2 separate regions of the Mus musculus genome follow, and region 1 is linked to region 2. Evidence: chromatin contacts called from public HiChIP or PLAC-seq data. All regions are on one chromosome and are shown on one strand. The core of a region is the stretch at or near the end of the contact, and the rest is flanking DNA. Distances in the headings are between cores, read along the strand shown. Region 1 has its middle 14 kb from the start of Gm39576. Region 2 overlaps Slc25a12 (solute carrier family 25 (mitochondrial carrier, Aralar), member 12).

Region 1 (6,664 bases), core at 239-2,738, 180 kb before region 2:
GGGCTTCTAATTCTTTCCACAAAGAAAACACGAAGCCCAGCTAGTGATTAATGCAAGCATCTGACAGATGTGTATGGTCAGCTCCCATATCTTTCAGATACTAAGCACAAGATTTGGCTTCATACCCCAGCCATGGCTCACGTCTGCTGCTGGTGCAATCTGGAGCTACCTCCAGATAAGATAGGATGGAGATGCTTCCAAGAAAATAGAATTGGTTTAAAAATCTTAAGCCAACATGGGGAGCTGAGGCAGGGGAACCTTTTGAACCCAGGAATTCAAGATGGAGTTTATAGAGAACCCCATTCTCTCTCCCTCCCCACCTGTATGTGTGTATCACAGTCTTAAATATTACCCACCCAGTAGTAATATATTACATGTATTGTATATAATATATTATATTAACTTATTAGATCATATGTTAATATATTATACAATATATAAAAGCTTACTTCATTAGAACCAAGCTAGGCTTGTTTCCACAATAAAGGTAGCCCAGGATGGGCATGATATGCATGCCTTTAATCCCAGCACGTAGGAGGCAGAAGCATGATGAGGTCTGTGAGTTTTAGGCTAGCCTGGTCTACATATCAAGACCCTGTCTAAAATAAAAATTAATTTGACATTACAAAGCCCATTTGGCATTCACCATTATTCAGTATATTACTGATGAAAACATTTTACTTCAACAGATTTTTAAAAAGCAACTAAGTTTAATAGTCTTTCGAATTCCCTTTTTAATAAGACAGTCTTTCAGTCTGTAGCCAAGGCTATCCTAGAACTTTCAGTAATACTCTGACCTCAGCTCCCAAGTGCTGGGATTATAGTCTTGAGCTATCAGTTCCAACCCAATAACTTTTTTTTTGTTTTGTTTTTTTTTTGTTTTGTTTTGTTTTTTGTTTTTTTAGGAGACAGAGTTTCTCTGTGTAGCCCTGGCTGTCCTGGAACTCACTCTGTAGACCAGGCTGGCCTCGAACTCAGAAAATCTGCCTGCCTCTGCCTCCCAAGTGCTGGGATTAAAGGCATGTGCCACCACTGCCCGGCTAATCTTTTTTTAATGTTAGAAATTCTTAGTAAATTGAGGCTAAAAGACCTGATAAAGAGAAGCCATAAAAATCTAGTGGCAAATGTTATAATCATGAAACCTTAAGATCTTTGTAAGGTTTTGTGAACTTTCTCACCGCTTCTATTTAGATGGCCCAGCCCCTAAGCCAGGAAAAATAATAAACGGCTGCAGGGAGGGTGCGGAGTTTAACCTTGGCCGTCAAGCTGGCATATGTAGGAAGAGGGAGGAAGAGGGAGTCTCTACTAGAGTTGCCTCCAGCAGATTGGCCTATGGGCAGGTCTGTAGGGTATTTTAAAATTGCTAATTGATGGGAAGAGACCCAGATGGCGCCACCCCTAGGCAGGTGGTCCTGAGATGTATAAGGTAGTGGAGCAAGCCAGAGCAAGCCAGGGAAAGACAGCTGATAAGTACTCTTTCATGGCCTCTGTGTTACTTCCTGCCTCCAGGTTCCCGCCCCAAGTTCCTGCCTTGGCTTCTTGTAATGGACTGGGATGAGCCGTAACAAAGAAACCAATCTAGGAAGAACAACAGAGTTCTATGTGTGGGTGGCTAGCTCGGAAATTCCAAAGAACCTTTTGAGGTCATTGGCTTCACCTGTGTTTGTCAGGTTACCTGTAAATAAGATCTCTGGGGCTGGTGAGATGGCTCAGTTGGTAAGAGTACCCTACTGCTCTTCCGAAGGTCCAGAGTTCAAATCCCAGCTACCACATGGTGGCTCACAACCATCCGTAACGAGATCTGACACCCTCTTCTGGAGTGTCAGAAGACAGCTACAGTGTACTTTACATATATTAAAAAAAAAAAAAGAATAGCAGCCATTATTAAAAAAATAATAATAATAAGGTCTCTGTGCAAAACCAGGGCCTGCAAGATAGCTTGGCAAGTGAAGGCACCTGCCACCTAAGTTCAAACTGACTCCCACAAGCTGTTAGCTGACCTTCACATGTGTGGATGTATATATGCCCCCCCCCCCCCGCCCCATGCCTGACAGGCAGACATAATAAATAAGTGTAAAATTATAAGAACTCCAAAGCTATATCTGAGTAATAAACATGTTAAAAACACTACTACAAGATACAACCAAACAACAATAAAACCAAACAAGCAAATTCCCTTTGTGTTTGGGGAAGAATTCTCCCAGAAATTCTTCTTTTTCCTCTCTAATTCAAATCATCACGAATTCATGCTTCTTGCCAATCTCAACAAACAAGAAATAAACCCAAGTAATATAGAACTATCATTAATAAGCACATTTTTTCTCATAATGAATTCATTGTTATCCATAGGATTCCAGCCTCCCCTCCCCCGCCACACATACACATACACACACACACACACACACACACACACACACACACAGAGACACAAGGATCCGAAGATGCTCCAGTCCCTTGTAAATGATGTACACATCCTCCTGTATCTTTTAAGGCATCTCTTGATTACTTATGATACCCAATAAAACATGCATGGCACCTTCGTAGTTATATGGTATTGTTTAGAGAATTATACATGAAAAAAAGTCTACACACTTAGTACAGACGAGTTCTTAAAAAAAAAAAAACATTTTCAGCCTATGATTGATTGATTCGTGGATGTGGAACCTTCAGACAGTGAGAGCTGACTAGTCTTCAACAATCCCAGACCTTGGCTTTAGGCCAACTGGTTTCTTGCTTTTGTTATTTGCAACAGAATCCAGGATTCAGAGGGAATAAAAGAGCTGAGCAGAAATATAATTCTCGATAATATTGTCTCTGTGCCTTATGCACTTATCCTTTTTGTCTCTCCCCAGGGAAAAGGCAGCTATTCTTCTTTATGCTAAATCCAGCTGTCCTCCCCACGGTGGTCATGTAAATCCTGGCACTGAACGTGGGGCGGAATAAAGCCACGGCTGTGGGAAGCTTTCACTGAAGAGCAACAGGCGGCCCCGAGCCCCAGACTGCTCCAGCCGTTTTCTCCTAAAAATGTAAGGTTCTATTCATCAAAAACTTTTATATATTCTTGTGATTTTTCTTTTTAAAAAAAAAAAGAAAGAAAGAAAAGGAAGAGGAAGAAAGATCAACATGATATGCAGGCAAAGAATAAGGCCCCGTGGTTCACAGAGAGAACATGGCGTTTTTTCACTCTCAGGAGTAAGTAAATAATCTCGGAGAGGCTTGGCGTTGACTGTGTTCAGCACACAAAAATGGCCAAAGAGGGATCTGCCCTCCAATTAGACATCTAAGTGATTCGGTTTGAAGGAAACCGGCTCCTCCACAGACCCACTTAACAAAATGAATTACCCAAGGGCCGAGCGTAAGGCCCTGAAACTTGGTTTTAATGTGATTTCAAAATATCAGCCTTCTTGTCATCTCTTCTCAAGCAAAAGAGACTCATCACTTAGACATGGTGTCAAGTTCAAGACATTCAAGCCCGCTGGTTTTATTTTTCCCTCGTGTTTCTTCAGACTTTGAAAAACAAGTACAGGCCACACACCTCTAATCCCAGCACTGGAGAGACAGAGGCAGGGGAATCAGAAGTTTAAGGTCAGCGACATGCATAATGAGCTGGGTCTCAAAGCAATAAGTAAATAAAATAAATGACTAAAATAAAAATTGTCATTCAAAGCCCAAATTATCGTGTGCTTTGTTTGAGCTGAGGCCTCGGGTATCCAAGCTCAAACTCAAAATGTAGCCTAGAATGACTTTGCACTCAATAACCCCCGTCTCTATCTTCCAAATGCTAGCCTCTCAGGCTTGCAACGCCGTGTCTCATCTCCACCTTCCAAATGCTAGGTTCACAGGCTTGCAACACCACGTCTCGCTTATTGTAAAGTTCACAGTTGTTCTACACTTTCTTCTTCTTCTCCTCTTCCTCCTCCTCCTTGTTCTTTTTTCCCAATGATGCTGGGGAGTGAACCCAAGGCCTCCTGCATGCTGGGTAAACACTCTACTGTCATTCTCCATCACCAGCCCCTTTTTAACCTACTAACATAATTAAAAATTAAGAGTTTAAAAAAATCATTATATTAGAAATTAAAATTAACTGGGCTCTATTTACCAGACTCTTTGTCCCTTGCGTTCATCTTTCATAATTTTAATACTGCCATATATTAGCGGAACAAAGTGGTGTGCGCAGCAGAGAGAAGCAGGCAATTGGTATGGGAGTCAAGTCTCAGTGGACAAAGGAGTATGTGGAGGCTTGGTTGGGCCACCACCAGCCAGCTTGCCTTGCCTCATTGCCGCCTGCTAGGATGGTGCTGCTGCTTGGCCCACAGGCCTGGCCCACTGCGTGGAGCTGCTGCTGCTCCAGCTTGCTCTACCTGCCCTGCTGGAGGGAGGGAGGCCCAAGACCGAGGCACTGCCCTCGGGATGTAAACACATAGATCCTACCTAGGGTACTGGCAGGGCAGTCAGCGCCCAGGACAAGATGATGGAGTTCTCACAGGTCCTGCGCTCCGCCCCCGCCCCCCCCCCGCCCCCCGCCCCGGGAGGAATTGACCTGTTCCACATCACCCTGACTTTGAGCAACAACAAGATACCCAAGATGAAGAACGGTTCATTTTCTGAGTTTAGTCTCCTCCAAAGACTTCTCTGATTCGTGCTGCAGCCTGGAAACAATGTTGATGTCTGTGATCTGTGCCGCCACCATGGGCGGGGAAAGTTTCTTTTTTTTTTTTTTTCCATTTTTTATTAGGTATTTAGCTCATTTACATTTCCAATGCTATACCAAAAGTCCCCCTTACCCACCCACCCCCACTCCCCTACCCACCCACTCCCCCCCTTTGGCCCTGGCGTTCCCCTGTACCGGGGCACACAAAGTCTGCATGTCCAATGGGCCTCTCTTTCCAGTGATGGCCGACTAGGCCATCTTTTGATACATATGCAGCTAGAGTCAAGAGCTCAGGGGTACTGGTTAGTTCATAATGTTGTTCCACCTATAGGGTTGAAGATCCCTTTAGCTCCTTGGGTACTTTCTCTAGCTCCTCCATTGGGAGCCCTGTGATCCATCCATTAGCTGACTGTGAGCATCCACTTCTGTGTTTGCTAGGCCCCGGCATAGTCTCACAAGAGACAGCTACATCTGGGTCCTTTCGATAAAATCTTGCTAGTATATGCAATGGTGTCAGCGTTTGGATGCTGATTATGGGGTGGATCCCTGGATATGGCAGTCTCTACATGGTCCATCCTTTCATCTCAGCTCCAAACTTTGTTTCTGTAACTCCTTCCATGGGTGTTTTGTTCCCACTTCTAAGGAGGGGCATAGTGTCCACACTTCAGTCTTCATTTTTCTTGAGTTTCATGTGTTTAGGAAATTGTATCTTATATCGTGGGTATCCTAGGTTTTGGGCTAGTATCCACTTATCAGTGAGTACATATTGTGTGAGTTCCTTTGTGATTGTGTTACCTCACTCAGGATGATGCTCTCCAGGTCCATCCATTTGGCTAGGAATTTCATAAATTCATTCTTTTTAATAGCTGAGTAGTACTCCATTGTGTAGATGTACCACATTTTCTGTATCCATTCCTCTGTTGAGGGGCATCTGGGTTCTTTCCAGTTTCTGGCTATTATAAATAAGGCTGCTATGAACATAGTGGAGCATGTGTCCTTCTTACCAGTTGGGGCTTCTTCTGGATCTCCCATGCTCATGGATTGGCAGGACCAACATTGTAAAAATGGCTATCTTGCCAAAAGCAATCTACAGATTCAATGCAATCCCCATTAAAATTCCAACTCAATTCTTCAACAAATTAGAAGGAGCAATTTGCAAATTCATCTGGAATAACAAAAAACCGAGGATAGCAAAAACTCTTCTCAAGGATAAAAGAACCTCTGGTGGAATCACCATGCCTGACCTAAAGCTTTACTACAGAGCAATTGTGATAAAAACTGCATGGTACTGGTATAGAGACAGACAAGTGGACCAATGGAATAGAATTGAAGACCCAGAAATGAACCCACACACCTATGGTCACTTGATCTTCGACAAGGGAGCCAAAACCATCCAGTGGAAGAAAGACAGCATTTTCAACAATTGGTGCTGGCACAACTGGTTGTTATCATGTAGAAGAATGCGAATCGATCCATACTTATCTCCTTGTACTAAGGTCAAATCTAAGTGGATCAAGGAACTTCACATAAAACCAGAGACACTGAAACTTATAGAGGAGAAAGTGGGGAAAAGCCTTGAAGATATGGGCACAGGGGAAAGTTTCTTATACAGTGGTATAAGACTGGAGACTCATAGCTGAGAATGAGAATTTTAAAGACCTCTGTGCTGGCCTCTCCCTCCTTCTCTCCAACCCCCAAAAGAAAAGATCCAGACAGGAAGCTATTGAAGAGAGCCCTCACAGATTGTGATAAAGATACTGGAGTGCAGCTCTTCACAGTTGATGGCCTCCGGCTGGAGGTGGGTGGGAATGGACTCAGTTCTCCTTAAGTGGCTGGCCACTGGGAGTTTGATTGTGCTCCAATGAATATGCAGGCAACACAAATTAAACTTGTTTTTCTTTCTTTTTTTTTTTTTTCTTTCCTTGGTGGGGGTGGGGGTGCAAGGGTTGGAGGCTGGACCTGGGGGAATAGGAAGCTATTGTTATCAGGGTACATTGTATGAAATTTCCAAAT
Region 2 (6,480 bases), core at 3,020-5,519:
TTAAAATAATTCCAGATATAGGCTGGTCATCATGATGCCCCTTTAATCTCAACACCCAGGAGGATCTCTGAGTTCAAGACCAGCCAAGGCTATATAGTAAGACCTTGTCTCAAAACAAGAACAACATCAAAAAGGTAGGTAGGTAGGTAGGTAGGTAGATAGATAGATAGATAGATAGATAGATAGATGATGTGAAACTTACAGTTTTACCTTTTGAATAAAGTATATAATTGGTTCTCAGAACATTTATAGAAAGTCCTTACCCATCCTTGGTTTGATCAGCTACTCCTGCCAAGAGCTGCACAATCTTTGGGTTGCTGTTTGGATCGTTGTACAGGCCAAGATAGCGTTGAACGAAGTCTTCTGGAGTCATGTAATGCTCCCCGTCCACCTCAGTGCTGGCATACTGAAAGACAAGCAAGCAAGGCACACTGAAGACGCCATGACTCAGCACCGGCTGCTCGCTGACAGCTGCTTGGGGGAAGTAAACCAGGGGACACTTACGAAATCAAAATAAGGGTAATGAGTGTGGATATTGCCTCTGGATCCTGGAAGCCAAACACCCAGATACCAGTTGAAGACCACAGAAAAGAACTGATACATGGTCAATATTGATGAACCCTGAAAATCTGCTGGGTGAAATGAACCAGACACAAAAGGCTCATAGTGTAGGATCACATTTACATAAAATGTCCACAAAGGCAAGTCCATGGATGGAAACACAGAATTATGACAGCCAGGACATGGTTCAGTTCCCAGCACCCAGAAGGCAGCTGACAATAGTCTGTAACTCCAGCTCCAGAGGATCTACCGCCCTCTTCTGGCTTTCTAGGGCACTGCGACCACATGGTACAAAGAGACAAGTGCAGGCAAAATATCCACACATATAAAATAAAAATAAATAAAATTTTTGTTTTGGTTTGTTTTTTCAAGACAGAGTTTCTCTGTGTAACTGCCCTGGCTTGGAACTCTGTAGACCAGGCTGGTCTTGAACTCACAGAGATGTGCCTATCTCTGCCTCCCAAATCTGGGATTAAAGGTGTGTGCACACCAGGTAATAAATATATGTTTAAAAATAAATAATAAAATAAAATACATAGGAGCTGGAGAGATGACTCAGTAGGTAAAGGCATTGGTTAAGAAGACTGATAATATGACTTCAATTTCTGGGAATCACACAGTCAGAAAGAACCAATTCCTAAAAGCTATCCTCGGACTTCTACACATAAGCCATAGTGCACACACATGCTTGCACACACATACACACACACACAAATGCGCACACTAAGTAAGTATAAAACTACATGGGCTGGGGAATATAGCTTTCTCAGCTGAGTTTAATCTATAGCTCTGGAAAAATAAAATAAGTAAATAAAAGTAAAGATACTGGTAAGATAAGAGGTAACAGAAAGACTGAGGAAAGAGGAGGTAAGGCCAAGGCCTGTAGGTGAGCTTTCACACTTGCACACACCTCACTGCCCAGATGTAGCCTTTTTTCAAGAGTCTGTCAGAGTAGGTGGGGCTATGGGTGACACAGATAGCTGCCATTAAACATGAAATTACCATATTCTAAAGAAGACTTCCATTATTCCAAGTCCTAGTCACTGGAAAAGAAAGAAAAATTCTTCTACCTCTTATGTCAATTGCTTTAAGATATGCTTATCCAAAAAACTCCTTATCATTTCAAGGACTCCGTGCAGAGCGGTTAACCAGGCATCCTTACTAACAAAGATGTACGATCAGAGACTTTCCCAAACTGAATACTAGAGAGGCTCATTAAGTGTCAGGCAAAATAACCAGACAGACAGACAGACAGACAGATAGATAGATAGATAGATAGATAGATAGAATTAATGTAAAAATCTCACCAAGGCCTTATTCTCCCCCATAAAACTGCAGGACAGCAGGAGGAAAAATAAAGAAAAAGGATAATCCTAAAAGTTCCCAGAGAGAAACACCAGATTAAGATATCTGGGTGACTTGAAGAGAGTGGATGGAGGTCTGAGAAAAATTACTTCCAACTGGGAATTCTCAACTAAGCCAACTCCGCATCAGATGGATGCACACTTGGCCACACTAGCTTGAGATATCCATATGCCCGACATCACTCTTCTGCCTTCATGTTCCATTTCTTAGGAAACGATATCATTTTTCCCAACACTTGGGAGGCAGAGGCAGGTGGATCTCTGTGAGTTTGAGGCCAGCCTGGCTGGTCTACAGAGCTGTCCTTTCTGAACAGCCAGGGGTACTCAGAGAAACCCTGACTCCAAAAATAAATAAATAAAAATAAATGGATGGATGGATGGATAGATAGATAGATAGATAGATAGATAGATAGATAGCTTATACAGTCTTAAGCCAGACAGCCTACACCCGAAACCCCAGCACTGGGAAAGTAAGGCAGAGTCAGGAGGTGCATCCTAGTTCAAGGCCAGCCTGGTCTATATAACAAGATCCTGTCTCAAGCAACCAACCAAAAAAGTACAACCTAGCTTGAAATAAACAATATTTGCACTCAGAATAATGCTGGACTTCTTCACTAGCTGCCGCTCTCAAAAGCACTGGAGAGGCACCTCTGTCCAGAGCCATCATGCCCTGACCACATGACTTCAAAGGCCAGTCCTGAAGTCGGCTTGTGTTTTAATCCTGGCTCTACTACAAACCCACTCATCTTAGTCCTTAGACAGGCTCATTCTTTCCCTAGGACTCTAGATCATGCACGCTTCTGTGCAATAAAGATAAAGTGAGCCTTTGATATGTTGAAAGAGCAGGTCTATAAGCAAAGGAGCAAAAGCAAAAAAAGCAAAGCGGGGCTAGAGAAATGGAGCACCATAAAAGCATCCCACTGCTCTCGCAGCAGATGAGTTCAGTGACTCACAAACGGCTGGAAGTCTAGCTCCAGGAGACAGAGTTAATAAAATAATGAAAATCAACCTTAACAAAAGAACAAACTGTTTGAGATATTTAGCACTATCAGTACTTGAATTCTAGATGCTGATAACAATAAGAATATTCTAGCAGTTCTTGTTACACATGTCTTTCCTTGCTCTTCAGCATTTGGCATAATAGGACACATGTAGATATTTGTTTGTTTTTGTTTTTGAAACAGGATCCCTATATCCTGGGCTGGCCTGAAACTCTCTATGACCTTGAACTTCTCATCCTCCTACCTTGATCCCCCAACCATTCCCACCTACTCCCCCGACCCCACCCCACCACACCCCACCCCATCCCCGTTCAGGGACTGCATAGATGACTACCATGCAGTGCTAGATATCAGACCAGGACCTGAGACCAGCTGGGCGAGCACTCTACCAACTGAGCTAAATCCTCAGTCCCTGGACAGGTTTGATGAAGACGGGCCGGGGTGGAAAGAGAGGGCCACAGTAGTCATGGGGTTACTGCAAGTGGCAAGGGACATCAATACAAAAGAAATCTGACAGCAGACTTGAAGGAGGCTGGCAAGCCAACCACCGCTACTGGAACATGACTGCCCAAAACGAAGCCAGAGCGTCATGAAGACCAAAGGAGTGGGGCGGAGGTGGGGCGGAGGGAGACAGCATATCTGATTTCAATCTGAGTGGACGGCTGCAGAAATGAGAAAAATCTTTGTTCCTATCTGGGAGAGGGGCTAATTGGAGAAAGAAATAAGAAGAGAGTGTGGGCTGAGGGTATGGTTCACAGGTACGGCATTTGCACACCGTGGAGGAGGCCCTGGGTTTGATACCTAACACCACCAAAAAGGGTGGTCGGAGTGGGGGTGGGCAGGAGGACGATGACACACGACACAGGACAGAGAAGCATGTAACTGTGTGTTCCCGTTTCCTATTTATAAAAGACAAAAGGAAGAAACAAGAGAATGAGAGGGTGGATGGAGTGGATATAGTTTCCGAGATGGCTCAGAGTGTAAGAGAGCTTGCTACCCAAGCATGAGACCCGAGTTCAAATTCCTAGTACCCACATAAAAGACCAAGGGTGACCATGCAAATTTCTGTAACCATAGCACTTGGGAGGCAGAGGCTGGAGGATTGCTGGAACTTGTTGACTGTCAGTCTCCCTGCAGGTTCAGCAAGAGAAGGTGTACATTGGTTCTTGTAGGTGCCCCTATCCCTACTCCATAGTCACCATACACCACACTCACAAACATAGAAAAAGTGATTGGATGGATGGATGGATGCAGACTCCGGATGGATGCAGACTCCAAAATGACTAGGACAAGAACAGAGGAATTTTCCCCTAATTGGTTAAAGACAAGAAGAAGCCAATCACTGGGCGAGAAGGAGGCGGACCTTCCTGGTCAAAGAGAGGAAAGGGGAAAGCAGGAGTAGGGGACTTCCTTTTGGACGGTGGAAGCCAGGTAACCAAGATGTCGCCCGGGGGCTGTTAGTTCAGGTGGCGGAGTCCACTAGAATCCACCACTGGAAGATTTCTAACATAGAGTAGTTGGTAAATGCTAGGATGCTAGATTCTGTGCCCAGTGATTGTGTTATTCGTTTGGTTCTAAACTAAGATTGTCTGGTGTTTTCCATCTCGTGGCAATTCAACTGAGCTCCAGGGAAAGGTAACCACGGCAGAGTGTGGGTTTGGAAGAGTGCGGCGCCCCAGCTAGCCATGAAAATTTAGGAGTGCTGAGCAGGTTTGGCAGCAGCCAGCTGCGGGGAGAGAGCTATCTTGGAGATCTGGAGAGGCCTTGGCAAAGAACAACATTCGGGCTCAGTACCGGGCTGGGACAAGACTGAGACCACGAGCGGTGCCTAGCTGGCGATAGCGTGTGCTGTATTTTATTTACTACGCACTTCAGAGAAGGATTTTTAATTTCAGATTATTTGCATATACTAATGGGAAATCTTTTTACTGCTGTTATTTTTGTTGGGTTGTTTGATTTTTTTTTTTTTAAAAGGCAGGGTCTTAGGTAGTCTAGGCTGGTCTCAAACTCTATATAGTAGACGCTGTTCTTCTTGCCTCTCCTCTCTCTAGTGCTGGGATTACAGGTGTGCGCCACCATACCCGGCAAAGCTATTCTTCTTGCCTCCCCTCTCTCTAGTGCTGGGACACTAAAGAGACCGCCACACCTGCCCCTTAAAGTATCCAAAACTAAAGTCCCACTGTTTCATGCATACTCTGAAGGTTCGACTGAAAAATGTTCCCATAGCCTGGGGCATTTGGACACTTGGTCCCTAGCTGGTCGCTGTCTGGGGAGGTTTAGGTGGTATAGCCTTGTGTGTCCCTGGAGGCGGACTTAGAAATTAAAAAATTAAAAACTTCCCATCAGCTCCATTTCCCTCTCTGCTTCCGGCTTGTGTTTGAAGAGGTGAGCGCTCAGCTTCGGGCACCTGTAGCCATGTCTGCTGCTTGCCTCCTTGCCACGACAGGCTCATTCCTCTGGAACCGTCAGCCCAAATAAATTTCTTGTAGAAGTTGCCTTAGTCATAGTGCTTTATCCCAGCAAGAAAAAAGTAATCTACACACCTTTCTGTAAGCAGCCCGAAGGTGACTTTAATGCCTTTTTTCACTGTGCTTGTGTCTTGATCTCAGCCCATTACATTAGGTATAGAATTTGCTACCCCTATTATCAAATCAATGCTCAAAAACTTGCATTCTGGGCTGGTGAGATGGCTTAGTGGGTAAGAGCACCAATTGCTCTTCCGGAGGTCATGAGTTCAAATCCCAGCAACCACATGGTGGCTCACAACCATCTATAATTAGAAACAAATAATAAAGAATCTATGGGCCAGATGGAGCAGGAGAAAGGGAAAGAGGGGAGGGAAAAAAGTTAAAAATTGGAAAAAAACAAACTTCCATTCTGAAGCATTTCAGGCCTCAATGTTTAGGAATAGCAATCAATGTTCAACCTATGCTACTTAAGAACAGGGAGGAAACACAGAACACATCAGGTTCTTAGTAACAAATTACCTTCCAGAGGTATGTGTTCTTCAGTGTCTGAGCCTAGCTACCAGGACAAGCCTGCCCTGAATACACAGTGAAAGTAGGTGGGATCCAAAGAGTCCCCAGGATCCCCTCTGACTGTAAAATCCAGGAAACAGCAGCATTAGCACAAGCTACCAAGGACACAGAAGCCAAGGAGGAAAACAAATGGTTTTGTTGACATGCTCTGACTCCGGCCTTGCCAGTACCTACAGTTATAAATGATGCCAGAGAACAACTCCCCCTCAGGTACTCTGCCAGGGTTTCCTCTGACTCTCCTAGTCTGCTTTAACTTGATTTTAACTGAAAGATAGAGTGTGGAGCTGAGGGGGGGCGGGGGAACCCTAAGTCTTCTCAACCGCAGGAGTCAGTTCTTGACTTCCACAGAAAGCAGTGAACTAATTAACCCATTACATTAGAGGCAATTACTTGGCAATGTCAGGAAGCCTGTTGCCTGAACAGACAGAACCAAAGAGAGTACTGAATGGAAACTAGAAGCTACCCAGAGTTGGTTAAAATGCTAAAACGAATTAGATGTTAGCTGTCACTATAACA

The links. HiChIP or PLAC-seq counts read pairs in DNA pulled down with a chosen protein or histone mark.
Region 1: an H3K27ac HiChIP or PLAC-seq map of embryonic stem cells shows a contact between it and region 2, with 16 read pairs. The contact joins two enhancer-like sites. A contact is called at or near these places in 1 of 15 datasets of contacts at CTCF or cohesin (embryonic stem cells), 18 of 484 Hi-C or Micro-C datasets (embryonic stem cells and transition I germ cells), 13 of 115 datasets of contacts at active chromatin or transcription factors (embryonic stem cells and stem cell-derived neural progenitor cells) and 2 of 9 other capture datasets (adipose tissue and embryonic stem cells).

The regions. Positions count from the first base shown.
Region 1 is chr2:71,165,898-71,172,561 of GRCm38.p6, forward strand. No RefSeq gene overlaps it. Among named protein-coding and RNA genes, the nearest start is that of Gm39576, 14 kb to the left of the region's middle. Within about 2 kb of position 1,489, at least 14 of the 459 cell types and tissues checked have an H3K27ac peak or open chromatin away from gene starts, as enhancers often do. A contact at or near this core is called in embryonic stem cells, where this site is marked.
Region 2 is chr2:71,343,627-71,350,106 of GRCm38.p6, forward strand. It overlaps Slc25a12 (solute carrier family 25 (mitochondrial carrier, Aralar), member 12), which reads right to left. Exons shown (of 18, transcript NM_172436.4): 3 at 264-406. Among named protein-coding and RNA genes, the nearest start is that of Slc25a12, 21 kb to the right of the region's middle. Within about 2 kb of position 4,270, at least 11 of the 459 cell types and tissues checked have an H3K27ac peak or open chromatin away from gene starts, as enhancers often do. A contact at or near this core is called in embryonic stem cells, where this site is marked.